3 separate regions of the Zea mays genome follow, and regions 2 and 3 are each linked to region 1. Evidence: chromatin contacts called from public Hi-C data. All regions are on one chromosome and are shown on one strand. The core of a region is the stretch at or near the end of the contact, and the rest is flanking DNA. Distances in the headings are between cores, read along the strand shown. Region 1 holds the start of LOC100279815 (phospholipase D family protein). Region 2 holds the start of LOC103638683 (SPX domain-containing protein 1). Region 3 holds the start of LOC100277310.

What was found. Hi-C and Micro-C count contacts between places; a contact is called where the count stands out from the background.
Region 2: a Hi-C map of leaf shows a contact between it and region 1, with 7 times the contacts expected there. The contact joins the promoter of LOC103638683 here to the promoter of LOC100279815 in region 1. A contact is called at or near these places in 2 of 25 Hi-C or Micro-C datasets (endosperm and leaf).
Region 3: a contact with region 1 is called in a Hi-C map of leaf, with 3 times the contacts expected there. The contact joins the promoter of LOC100277310 here to the promoter of LOC100279815 in region 1. A contact is called at or near these places in 6 of 25 Hi-C or Micro-C datasets (bundle sheath, ear, endosperm and 2 more).

The regions. Positions count from the first base shown.
Region 1 is chr9:95,036,137-95,040,664 of Zm-B73-REFERENCE-NAM-5.0, forward strand. LOC100279815 (phospholipase D family protein) reads left to right here and starts at 2,672. Exons shown (of 3, transcript NM_001152770.1): 1 at 2,672-2,840; 2 at 2,972-4,528. The coding sequence starts at 2,733.
Region 2 is chr9:94,728,713-94,733,240 of Zm-B73-REFERENCE-NAM-5.0, forward strand. It overlaps LOC103638683 (SPX domain-containing protein 1), which reads right to left and starts at 2,057. Exons shown (of 3, transcript XM_020544011.3): 1 at 1,339-2,057; 2 at 1,103-1,235. The coding sequence starts at 1,635.
Region 3 is chr9:95,299,762-95,304,289 of Zm-B73-REFERENCE-NAM-5.0, forward strand. LOC100277310 reads left to right here and starts at 2,291. Exons shown (of 5, transcript NM_001407256.1): 1 at 2,291-2,494; 2 at 3,130-3,383; 3 at 4,112-4,202; 4 at 4,335-4,401; 5 at 4,472-4,528. The coding sequence starts at 2,436. The coding sequence ends at 4,525.

The DNA.
Region 1 (4,528 bases), core at 1,422-3,921:
AGTAGCATTATGAGAAGTGAAGGACCTTAGCATTAGCTTGATGACTTCGTGGTCCGTCCACTTCTTGCTCCCATAGTTGCGGACTTGGTTCACCAACGTCTTGAGCCGGTTGTACATCTCTTGTGGCCCTTCTCCCTTGAGCATGGTGAACCTCCCAAGCTCTCCTTCTAGGAGCTCCATCTTGATGATCTTGGTGAACTTGTCACCTTTGTGCACTGTCATATCTTGGCCCCTAAGATGGTGATTTCCTGGCCCAAGGCTTAATAGAATTAATAGTGTAATCATACCAACAAGGTGCATCTTCTTTTTCGGAAGCCTGTCTCAAAAGAACCTCCGAGTTAAGCGTGCTTGGCTTGGAGCAATTTGGGATGGGTGATCGACCAGAAAGTTTTCTCAGGTGCGCATGAGTGAGGACAAAGTGCGCACAAAAGACTTGTGTTGGTCTGTGGGGACAATATATGATCCTAGAGAGCTGCCAAGAGTAAGTACCGCCAGTCCAGGGATTGGACGGGGTGTTACAAGTGGTATCAGAGCCGACCCTTGAGGTTTCACGGGCGTGTGTTGGCTAGGGGGTTCGGGTATATGGCGCATGGAGCATGTGGGTCCGGAGTGGTCACATGACATGGCATATGACGATACTAGACACACAGACGTGGCTAAGAGGGGAGGTTCCTGGATTGGGGTTGACCGACGAGGACGTCAGTCTTCTAAGGGGGTGGATTGTCATATCTTGGCCCCTGGGATGGTGATTTCCTAGCCCAAGGCTTAATAGAATTAATAGTGTAATCATACCAACAAGGTGCATCTTCTTTTTCAGAAGCCTGTCTCGAAAGAACCTCCAAGTTAAGCGTGCTTGGCTTGGAGCAATTTGGGATGGGTGACCGACCGGGAAGTTTTCTCGGGTGCGCATGAGTGAGGACAAAGTGCGCACAAAAGACTTGTGTTGGTCTGTGGGGACAATATATGATCGTAGAGAGCTGCCAGGAGTAAGTACCGTCGGTCCAGGGATTGGACGGGGTGTTACATGCACCGTTTTGAGTGTGTCCCAAATCTCCTTGACACTTTCTAACCCGTTCACCTTGTTGTAGTCCTCCCTACACAAATAAGCAAGAAGTATTGTGGTGGCTTGCGAGTTGTAGTGGATGATTTGCTCCGCTTCCAATCCCTAAGCAAGAGTGCTAAGATTTGATCTGTATCGAAGTCAGTATCTGATCTGTATTTTTATCTATATACTAAAAATTGGATATTTAGGATGTCGATATCCATTTAAATCTCTTGATAAATTTACTTAGGGAAAGCCCATACAATATTTTTTATTAGATAAAAGGGTAGATTATGTACATCTTCTTGCGAAGGTTACATCAACGAATTTACATGTGGGGGGGGGGGGGTTCTGCATTGTTTTGTAGCTAGGTCCTGGTAGAGGCCGCTACATAACATAGTAGTGTCATCTCCTCATTAACCATGTTTCTACGGTTTGGTACATTATGTGGAATGTTTTCGAACATCCAACATTTCTACACTTCTAGATGCACCATGACATTACTACAATGATTTCTAGGCTCCAAGAGATATTTAGGCCTTGTTCGGTTAATCCTGTTACCCATGGATTGGATGAGATTGAGAAAATTTAAGAAGAAGTTTGACTTGTTTGAGATTTAAACTCATCCAATCTCACTCAATCCAAATGGATTGAGAGCTAACCGAACAAGCCCTTAGTTGGCTACGCATGTCAGTGATTGTTGCATTATATCAAAGGTGTGTTGTGGAAATATATATCTATTGTCATATCTATTTAAATCTTATCTGATATAATTTGATAATATTCGTATCTGATTCAAATTCGGAGAGGAAATATGGAATCAAATATGAAACAAATAATATGTGTGTGTATCAATCCCATTACATCCCAAATTCTTTCCGTCGTCTGTAACCAAAGTCAAAATACAGTAGGCATTAGTGAAAAGAGCTGACACGCTGCGGTCCACGTGTCTACAGCCCAATAAAAGCCCAAATAAAAAGATGGTCCAGTAGGTTAGATCCAAATATAATTTTTGAAGAAAGAAAAACAAAAGCCCAAGATTGTCGTTGGTGCCATTTGGGCCCGCGGGGTCATTTCTGTTGCCTGTTGTTGTGGCCGACGATTCGAGTTCATCGTCTTTGCACTGCACGATCTTTTGTCTGCTTCTTTGCTCTGATTTTGAATCTAACTTCTTCCCAGATCTCGTATGGCTGCCTGTGTCTGCGACTTCATGTGATCATTTCGAATGGCCTCCCCCATCGACAGTGCGATGGATAGTGTGAGCATCTTTGGACTTCGATGACCAGACGCTGACGCACTGACAGAGTCACAGTTCATTGCGCACTGGACTCTCCCAGATCTGCTCTGATTCCTCATCAGTCTCAGGGCTTCAGCCAATCGTCTGCTAATTAATTTCCTTCCTGTTGGCATGTTCCATCCCGAATTAATCCCCACTTAATTTCTCCGCACATTCTCTAACTCTGAATCATTTCCAAATCAGCCAGTCTTAATTTCTTGCTACGCTTGGTGATTTTTTTTTTTTTGTTGGCATCACGCGCATCCACTTTGACGAAAGCTGGTAGAGTGACAGGTCTCTGTCTCTCACCTATTGGCACATCGTTTCCTCCGTTCTGGAACTGGAAGTTGGAAGGTGAAGTTATCTTGGACAACAGCAGCACAAGCGAGCTGTGGAGGAGGTGGAGGTGCAGCCATGGCGCACCTGCTGCTGCACGGCACTCTGGATGCGACCATCCTGGAGGCCGACCACCTCACCAACCCCACCCGGGCCACCGGCGGCGCCCCCGGGATCTTCCGCAAGGTAAATCAGTCCAAGATCGACCCATATCTTTTCTTCATCGCAAATGCTAGCAGTAGCTTCCATGCTTTGCTTCGTCCCGATTCAAGATTCTTGTACTTACTTCGTCTGATTCGTTCGCGCCGCGCCTGCAGTTCGTGGAGGGGTTCGAGGACTCACTCGGGCTCGGCCAGGGCTCCACGCGGCTGTACGCGACGGTGGACCTCGGCCGTGCGCGCGTGGGCCGGACGCGGGTCATCACCGGCGACCCCGTGAACCCGCGCTGGTACGAGGTGTTCCACATCTACTGCGCCCACTTCGCCTCCGACGTCGTGTTCTCCGTCAAGGCCGCGCAGCCCATCGGCGCCACGCTCATCGGCCGCGCCTACCTCCCCGTCCGGGACCTCATCGCTGGCCAGGAGATCGAGCGGTCGCTCGACATCCTCGACGCCAGCAAGAAGCGGCTCCCGCACGGGCCCAAGATACGCGTGCGCCTGCGGTTCCAGGACGTGTCCGCCGACCCCCGCGGGTGGGGCCGGGGCGTCGGCGGCGCGCGGTACCCTGGCGTGCCGTACACCTTCTTCTCGCAGCGGCCCGGGTGCAGGGTCACGCTATACCAGGACGCGCACACGCCCGACGCGTTCGCGCCCAGGATCCCGCTCGCCGGAGGCCGCCTCTACCAGCCGGGCAGGTGCTGGGAGGACGTGTTCGACGCCATCAGCAACGCGCGCCACCTCATCTACATCACCGGATGGTCGGTGTACACTGAGATCACGCTGTTGAGGGACGGCAGCCGGCCGCGCCCCGGCGGCGAAGCCACTCTCGGCGAGCTCCTGAAGCGCAAGGCGAGCGAAGGAGTGCGGGTGCTCATGCTGGTGTGGGACGACCGCACCTCCGTCGAGTCCCTCGGGATGAAATGGGGGTTCATGAGCACGCACGACGCCGAGACGGCGGAGTACTTCCGCGGCAGCGGCGTGCACTGCGTGCTCTGCCCCCGCAACCCCGACGCCGGCAGCAGCGCCGTCATGGGCGCGCAGATCGCCTACATGATCACGCACCACCAGAAGATCGTCGTGGTCGACCACGAAATGCCGGCGAAGCGCAGCGACCGCCGCCGCATCCTCAGCTTCGTCGGCGGCCTTGACCTCTGCGACGGCCGCTACGACACGCAGTTCCACTCCCTGTTCCGGACTCTGGATACAGCGCACCACAAGGATTTCCACCAGCCCAACCTCGCCGGTGCGTCCATTGACAACGGCGGGCCGAGGGAGCCATGGCACGACATCCACTCCAAGATCGAAGGCCCAGCCGCATGGGACGTGCTCTACAACTTCGAACAGCGGTGGAGGAAGCAAGGGGGCGGCATTGATCTCCTCGTCAACCTCAAAGCTATGGCGGACCTGATCATACCGCCGTCGCCAGTGATGTTCCCGGAAGACCAAGATTCATGGAACGTGCAGCTATTCCGCTCCATCGATGGCGGCGCGTGTTTTGGCTTCCCTAGCACCCCAGAGGCCGCAGCTCAATCTGGCCTTGTCAGTGGCAAGAATAATGTCCTAGACAGGAGCATCCATGATGCCTACATCCACGCCATACGCCGTGCCAAACACTTCATCTACATCGAGAACCAGTACTTCCTCGGCAGCTCATTTGCGTGGAAAGCCGACGGCATAAAGCCAGAGGAGATTGAAGCACTGCATCTTGTCCCAAGA
Region 2 (4,528 bases), core at 807-3,306, 310 kb before region 1:
GGCCGCTGCCGAGAGATGGGGAGGAGCGGCTGGAGGGATGGCCGGCGGCTGGGAAGGGAGCCGCCCCGGGAGGGAGGGATGAGGGATGAGCCTCCCGGGGCGACGACTGTAGAGGTTGGAGGCGGCCGGTGGCTGTTGCGGGAGGAAGGAGCCGCCGGCTGCTGCAGTGGGAGGTAGGAGAAACCCTAATCTGATACCATGTAGGAAGATGAACTGTTGTATTGATAATAGATGGGGTTACAATATATAGAGACACAGGAACCCTAACCCTAATGGGCCGGCAGCCCAACAATGGTGCCGACCCACACACACTCACACACACATAGTCTAACAGCATGGAGTTTTTTTTGTCTTACTAATCTAACAAAAAATGAGGAATACACCATAGTCCAAGATAACATCCATAGTTAACCTCAATCTGAGCAAAGTGCTCTGTATAACATGTTAACTCTTAAACATGTCAGATGTGCGACTGTATGGTTGACTACAAAAAAGAGAGCCCTGTTTTTCTTTCGTTTCTTTACTATCAAGAATGGTATCACCAAACTGTTTTTTTAGTAACCGTTCTTTCGCCACGAGTGTTCCGAGAATCTAGATGCATCCAAACTAAAAGATGTACTTGCACTCATGTACGAGATATAGCTAATTTCTCGCGAGAAATCAACGCAATTACCGCAGGCCACAATTTCTCGGCATAGATTAATTTTTAGCAACATTCCTTTGTTAATAGCGAGAATAAATGGACTCTTGCTATTTCAACTCAGTCACTAGTATGCATACTCAACGACACTGACATGTATTGTCCCTTGCTGACAAGCAACACAGCAATTCGTCTCTTTATTTGACCCATGTTAGCTATGGCAAACACTGATTGTTAGCCCCAGGAATCTAGAGGCTTCATCCCTAATTCACAGCCACAGTCCAGGCTAAGTTGCTACTAGCTACTACAAAACAAAATACATAGACAATAAACTTACCAGGAAGAGATAAACAACAACGGAGACAACAAAATTCTGGAAAACTAATCAACCATAAGAGTGACATGAAAGCAACACATGCGACGCGGCGGGACGGGAGTGTGCGGCGGCGGAGGACTTATTACCTGTGTAGTTGAGGGCGCTGTAGTTCTCCAGCAGCACCATCTCGCCGTGGAAGTCGACAATCTCCTTGCGCACCCGCATGAGCTCCTCCTTGGACTCCCGCCCGGCCGCCCTGGCCACCCGGTCCTGCAGCTCCTGCTCCACTCAGCCACGGCCAAGCAACCCGATCAGATCAAAGAACGCGAAAATCATTAGGGAAACAAGGGGAGGAAGGAGGGCGGATAGGGCGAGCAGGCACCTTCTGACGGATGATGTACTCCTCCTCTTTCTCGACGAAAAAAGAGTTGAATTTGTCGAGCTCAGCCTCCAGGAGCTGCATGAACTCCGCCTCCTCTGGCGTCATTGCCGCCGCGGCCGCGGCCGCGTCAGCCTCCCCGGAGTCGTCGCGGCGGGCCCGCTTCGGCTGCCGCTCAGCCCCGTTCCCGGCGCCGATGAGCTTGAGGCGCTTCTTGAGATCCTTGTAGGACAGGAACTTGTCGCGCCACTCCGGGAGCGTCTCCACGATCTGTCCGCTCAGGCTCTTGCCGAACTTCATCGCCGCCGCCGCCTCCTCCTAGCCGCAGTAAAGAAATGAGATTCGCGGAGGGGGAGTGGATGAGTGGTGGGGTGAACGGATTGCGCCGGTGATCGTCGCGGTGGCGGGCGGCTGATGGGGTGGTGAAATAGAGGGGAAGGGAAAGGGGGGAGACGAACGGACGGACGGAAGGATATGCGGGGCGGGGGAGGTGGGAAGCGGCGAATATTCGCGTGGAAGGATATTATTGTTGCGGTGCGTGCGCGACGCGAGTTTTATTCCTCGCCCTCTCACTCGCCGCCGAAAAGGCCACTTCGATGGAAGACGCCGACGTGAGGTGGACGGAAGCGGAGACGGGGAAGACAGGGACCCGGGGGCCGGGGCCGGGTGGGGGTGGTCTGGTGGGGCGTTCGGCTTCGGCCGTGGAGCTATGCGGCAAAACTGGCACGTGTAGTCGGGCACGCAGCACAGCTGCACAGGACGGGGGCTTGCTTGGTGAGCTGACACGATCACGTACCCACATGGAAGAAGGTTGCCACTGGCACCGTGGCTGTGTAGTTGCTGGTTTTGTCCAAGTGCTGGCGTAGTGGCGTTTGGTTGACATCCGCCGACGGGATGCCAGGGATGAGCTACTTTTCACGAGATAGAATACATGAATTTCAGACTAGTTTGAAAACTCTATCTTTTCAAAAGATTCCTATTTTAACAATAGAAAATAAACTATTTTTTTGGCGAAATAAAAATCCCTTAGAAAAATGAGCTTACCAAACTAGCCCTTTAAAAAGTTCTCTTAGAAACTCGCTTATTTTTATAAGGAAGAAAATATAGGAAACGCTCATATTTCAAGAGTTAGACTATCTCCAACCGCTTACTCATCCACATACACATATTTAAACTTCACTTTTCAAACAGTGCAGTCTATAATGTAGAACGGTGTCTTGGGTGATCATATGAGTGGACTGCTGGACATGGTCTTAGTCTAATGGAGTTCAATTTAAAGACATCAAGCATTTGATTTGGGGATATGAAGGACAAGAACAAAGTTATTGGTGGGAGGTTTATTCGCTCACCGTGGCAAGTTAGCCAGCGAACCAAGATCTTTGTAGGTCTTCAATAAGTCTTCTAATATCTTGTTTTGACGTGTTGATCTTCTTGATCGCCATGTTGCCTTCACCCAAGTTCATGATGTATCCTTTGAACTATATTCATAAACACTAACAAACAACATTAGTTCAAATGGTTATGTTGATCACTAAACACCAAAAATCGTTAATCAAATGGGTCGAGGTCCGCTTTCCTTGTAACAAGCTCTACCAGTTACTACTCTTTTGACACTATCTGTCATAATGATGATTACTATTGTGCCACCTACACCGACAATGCCAACCAATTAGACAAGGGGCTCCACCCCCAAATGGTTGTTGTACCTTTAGCGCAAGAGTTGACACCTTCTGCAACATGTTGCCAGGACCGATTAGATGCCTCGTCAGACTCCCTCCCCCGTAGATCTCTCTTGTTCCACCAGCTGGCCAGTCAACGCTAGAGACAGGGCTCATCCTTTGTGGATACATGACTTCTTCCTCGCTAGAGACAGGACACTCTCCTAATATAGTTTGAGCTCAGGCCTCACCATTTAGTACCTGGCACAACTATTTATTTTCCTTCTTAGGACCCTTAGGTTTTGTCACTGTTGGTGCTTGATGCCAAAGAGGAAGAGGGGAGTATGTGTTAGGGGGAGAGGTCCAAGAGAGGGTAGTATGTAGATAGGAAGAATGCTATTGATAGGGCGAATGAGAGATACACATGAGTTTGATTTGTCATGTGCTTTATGTGTGATACTCTCATATGCACTCTCTTTCACATGCTCATGCATTGTATTATACACCTTATAATGTTGCACATGCATGATATGTGTGTGTGATGATGTGACATAACTTGTTTCTACTCCATCTTAAAATATGTCACATATGCTTGTTTATGTTTCTTCATTTCAGATATATTTCAAACAAGCTTACTCCTTCATGTACATGAGTTTAGCTTTATTATTACATGTTACATGCTTATGGACTTTAACTATGTGAACTTACAACTAACATTGTTGGGACGAAGGCCAAACCAGACCCCGGTCATCCCCTTAGGTAAGCACACCCGAACCCAAACTAATCGTCTGTGAGCATAGTGTTCGAATGCATCCAAAGACTTGGATCATCTTGTACGATCGACCAGCGACGGTCCTGACAAATTAGGGGCCCGAGGCCAGATTTAATACAGGGGCCTTACAATAATAATATATAATACATATTGGTAATAAACTTTAAAAAATACATAAAAATTATTCATCGTAAGAAAAAAATACAAATATGTGATAACCTTAAAATTGTCTTCTAACATGTTTCGAAGCGAAGTCATTGATGATAGCATCGGTACCAATTTCATCTAATAATATTTTCTCGATGCATAAAACAGCCAAACCATTTAGTCTTTCTTGAGACATTTTGGACCTCAAATAATTCTTAATTGAAGTTATCGCTTAGTTACAAGAATAAACTTAAAGAATTATTACCGATTATGGGGCACCAATGAGCAAAGCGATAACGAGACATATTAAACCGATGTATTACAAATGACCTGCTGTAAAATTCTCAAAACAATCCATTTAAATATCTAAACAATAGTCTAATTGATACATGTACTAATCTGTGTTGACGATTTAATTGATACATGTACTAATATGGTGTTAGGGGTGGGGCCCTATCATTCCGGGGGCCCGGGGCGACCGCCCCGCGCGCCCCCCTCAGGGCCGTCGCTGCGATCGACGCAACCTTTGTCTCTATAGAGGCCTTTGCCTACCCATGGAGTTGTCTAGGCGAAAGCAGGGCACCACGGGGGCTCAGCGCCTCGAACACAAAGGACC
Region 3 (4,528 bases), core at 1,041-3,540, 260 kb after region 1:
TGAGGTGACCGACAAGAGGGTGATAGCTTTGGAAGCAATAGAAAAGGACAAGATCATGGTAACCAGGGCCTACAATAAGAAGGTCAAAGCAAAGTCATTTCAAGTAGGGGACCTGGTGTGGAAGACCATCCTGCCCCTAAGGAATAAAGACCGAAAGTTTGGAAAATGGTCGTCAAGCTGGGAGGGTCCTTATAAAGTAAAACAGGTAGTATCTGGTAACGCCTATTTACTACAAACATTACAAGGCAAGGATTTACCCAAAGCTTTGAATGGACGTTTCCTCAAGCAGTACCATCCTAGTATGTGGCAAGATGCTTAAGAAAACTGATATGATCACATCGAGTTAAGATGCTTTTGGCTTGCCCAGCTCCACCAAAAGGCAGGGGGCATATGTTTGGTACTGAAATGAGCGTGCAGACGGTCCGGCCCTGAGGCCGGACAGTCCGCGGTCCGGACAGTCCGCGCCTGTGGGCCGGACGGTCCGCGCGTGTGCAAAACAGATTAGGGTTCTGAGTTTTGTGCTACGGTTATTAGCTAGATTCGCAGAATTAACTCGGAATCAGTTGTGTAAAGGGTCCAGCCCCCCTCCTCTATAAATAGAGAGGTCTACGACCGATTTGTAATAATCATCAATCGAATCAAAACACTTCTATTTCGCATTTATTTCCTAGGAGTTGTTCTAGTTTAGTTCTAGTTTAGCCTTCCGATCCCCAAATTCTCTGCCTCTCTTCGACTCTACGCCGATTAGAGAAGTCTAGGTCGGCCGGCCCGAGCCTAGACAACTCCTAGGATATCTCCTCCCGACGGGGTCCCTCCCAGGAGCGAGATCCAGGCGCCGCCGGCGATCTTCCGCCGCCCCTGCGCACGTGCGGACCGTCCGGCCCCAGGGCGCGGACCGTCCGGCCGTCAGGCAGGAGCCCTAGCCTCGCACCAGGCCATAGACCGTCCGACCCTGCGCGCGGACCGTCCGCCCCTGTGCAGAGAGCACCGCCGCGCCTCGCACCAGGCCGCGGACCGTCCGCTCCTGTGTAGAGGGCACCGCCACGGTTCTTATTGGGTGTTTGGCCCTCAAAAAGGCGTCAACAACTTGGTTATGCATGCTTATGAGATATAGGTACTTAGTGGAATTGCCACATAACATTACCAAGTTCATATCTAAGTATTGCCTACATGTGTAGCTGTTGTTGGATATTCTGCATCGAGCGACAGTGCATGGGTTAGCGCGGCAGTGTCGAACAGTTTTTTAACAACACTTTTGAGTTTTATTTTAAATATACATATTTTGATGTGTCCTTACCGTTGAGTGTTTTTTTATTAGTTCATATCATCTTGTCTCTTATATAAATTGTTATCCTAGATAGTCTTTAAGTTTTCTGCTAAAGTACTAGACTCAGCCTCATATTAAAATAATTCAATATTATCAGACCTAGTTAGCCTCTGCGCGGTAGTGTTGTGCAATTGTCCACAGTGCCACGATGCGGCAGTGCTAGGTGTCAAGCAGCGCTGCCGCTTATAGTTTTGATTGTTTTTATATCTCATTTTTTGCATTCAACTCCTCTAAACAACATCAAAGTCTTTTCACTTTTAGTACGGGAGAAGTATCTTGTACTTCTTTCTTTTCTTCCTCATTCGTAACCTACTTCTCGTTATGTTCAAACAAGGTCCAATCATGTTTATGTTTCATCTCTTACCCATTCTTCTGCTTGTCGTTCATTGATGCAGAGTCCATCAAAGCTTTTGATCCACACTGACAGACTGAAACAAACAATTTCCATCGAATGTAGACCTCCGGCCAAAAGTTTTCTTTCCAAATTGATGAATCATAATCGAGTGAAAATTAGGATTTAAGATAGATCTGTTTAAATCCATACCACTAAAGTTTAGCTAGCTAAGATTTTAAGGCTAAACTTTAGCTGGAGTATTTTGATTCTCTATAGGATAGACTCAGGTAAACTTTAGCTCGATTAAAATGGCTGTTCACACCAATATATGAATTCCCTCTTCGAAATTTCTTTATTAGTATTTACATACACGAACTGAACAGGATATTCTATGACTAAAAATAGTTTCTAATAATTCCAATACCAGAACCTATGTAACGCGGCCAGAGGAACCGTCGAATTTTCTGGGACGCGAAGCCAAGTATTTTTCGAAATGCCTCGTCCCGGCCACTCAGCATCATCATGTCAAGTGGCAGCATGGGCAGGTAACGAACGCCTCTGCCTCAGCTGAATCCTCCCTCCGGCTCCTAGTAGATTCCTAACCCCCTCCCCCAATCCCAGCCTGACACCGGTCCACGGCAGAATCCCATTCCGATTCCTCCCTCCCCGTCCCGTCTCCCCTCTCGCCCTAGGGGCCGGGGGGTTAGGGTTCGCTTCACCGCCGGCCTCTCCCTCCGACGCGGCACCGGCCCCCGCGCACCGGGCCCGGATGCTATGCTGCTGAGCTGCAGGACCCTCTCCACCTGGGTGCGCCGCCTCGTCGCTTGCATGGGGTGCGTCGTGCGTGCCTGCGCCCCGCCGCCCTGCCCTCCCCCATCCCATCCTCTCGTGATCCTCCGGCACACGTCACGGTGTAGTAGTGGCCGCGAGGCTCGTGGGGATTGGGATCCCCGCTTGCGGTAGCGAGGTCCTAGACTTCTATAGCTTCTGTTCGTGGCCCATATATGCTCGCTGCTCCCTGATTCAGACTGCGCTGTTTTCGATATTTTAGAGTGGCTATAATGATTCTGATTGGTAGGCTGGTTTCGTTTATCCATTTGGTCTCACTTTTCCTGTTGAGTCGAGCCAGTTGAGTCCGTCGCGTTCGTTGTAGTATCTTCCTGTTGTTTATTTAATCTGCCTGGTCTATTTCCGGTATAAAATAGATGCATTTTAGTCTGACTTTGGTACTAGGCCTCTGTTTGGAAAATGTTCAGTCTTTAGCTGCTGAGTTCACTGAGTGATAGTTGCTCGATATTTTACTGCAACCATCTATCCGGTCACCATCTATCGGGTCAGAAATGGTCATAACTTTGGCCTTTTCTCTTCTGTAATTTGTAATACGAGATAGAGTGCATCACAGCTTATCTGGGATCTTGAATACTGGTGCTAATCAGTCACTGGTCGATCCTGGTTTGCTACAGAGCAGAGGTTGCTTTGGATGCTGTGCTAAGCCAACTCCAATAATAGCAGTAGACGAGCCTTCCAAGCGGTTGAGGATCCAGGGGCGATCAGTAAGGAAGGCTAGCCTCTCGGAGGACTTTTGGAGCACGAGTGCGCATGAGATGGAGAACAGCGGGATCCAATCGCAGAGGAGCATGTCTTCGATCAGCACGTTGGCTCAGTCCAGCGATCAGCATACGGCAGGAAGTAGCAGCAACCCGAATGAGTTTATGAATCAAGGTGAATTCATCCATTTCGTTTCCTCTTTGCCTTATTGATCCATCCTGTTAGTGCCATATACTGTCAAATAGTTAAGTCTCTTACTGATTATTGTAGCTCCATCATGGATGTGAACGGAAACCTGAGTTTAAATGTCCAATGTTTGTGGCCTTGAATATATAGTGGTTGAGATTCTAACTTCTCAGTAAAAATTACAAACTATGATTGAGATAAGGTCTTTGCTTTATGTTCTAATCCTTATCAGTCTCAAGGTTGACATTCGATAATTATGCATACGAATTTGTGGAAAGCCAATGACGTAAACCACCAATTCAGGAAAAGCCTGTATCTTGTTGAAGACTTGAAGTACACTTCTCTGTTCTAGATGTCTTAATGTTCAAATCCTGAACAGTTTCAAATTTGGCCTGGGACGATTCTCAGATTCTGCAAATGCATCTGTGGGAACATGTTTATGTAAATCAGCAAAAACATCAATGGTGTCGGCATGATACACTTACAATATAGTTCATAGACAGCTGAGTGACAATAAATCCACAACTACAATGATCTAGCAAGATTCCTTAAAAATATTGATGACTAAACCAATCTGTAGTGTTTTCTTTTCAAAAAAGAAGAGGGAACTCTACTTTGTAGCATGCTAAGTGTGCCATTAGTAAGTGGTGAATGTTTTTCATTTATTCTCGTTCTTTGTACATCTTATTTGAATTTCCATACTGCCTATTTTTCAGGTCTTATGCTCTGGAACCAGACCAGACAACAGTGGGTTGGAAGCAAAAAACGCCACTCTAGATCTCAACAGCCTCGAGAACCAAAGTTGAGGTGAATATTTTGTGATTTTCTTCTATCACACCTTAACGAGTGCGTTCCCTTAAGTTTTCTATTGTGAACCAAAATAACATTATGTTATTTGATTTCCTCCATAATCTGCAATTTTCTTTTAATGGTGTACAGTTGGAACACAACGTATGAAAGTCTGCTAGGAAGCAATAAGCCATTCTCCCAACCGATACCTCTTGGCGTAAGATCATATGCTTTACTACTTGTCTTCTTTGTCTTAAAGCTTTCTTAAGCTGAACTTGTACTCGCAGGAAATGGTAGATTTGCTTGTGGACGCTTGGGAGCAAGAAGGCCTTTATGATTAGGCC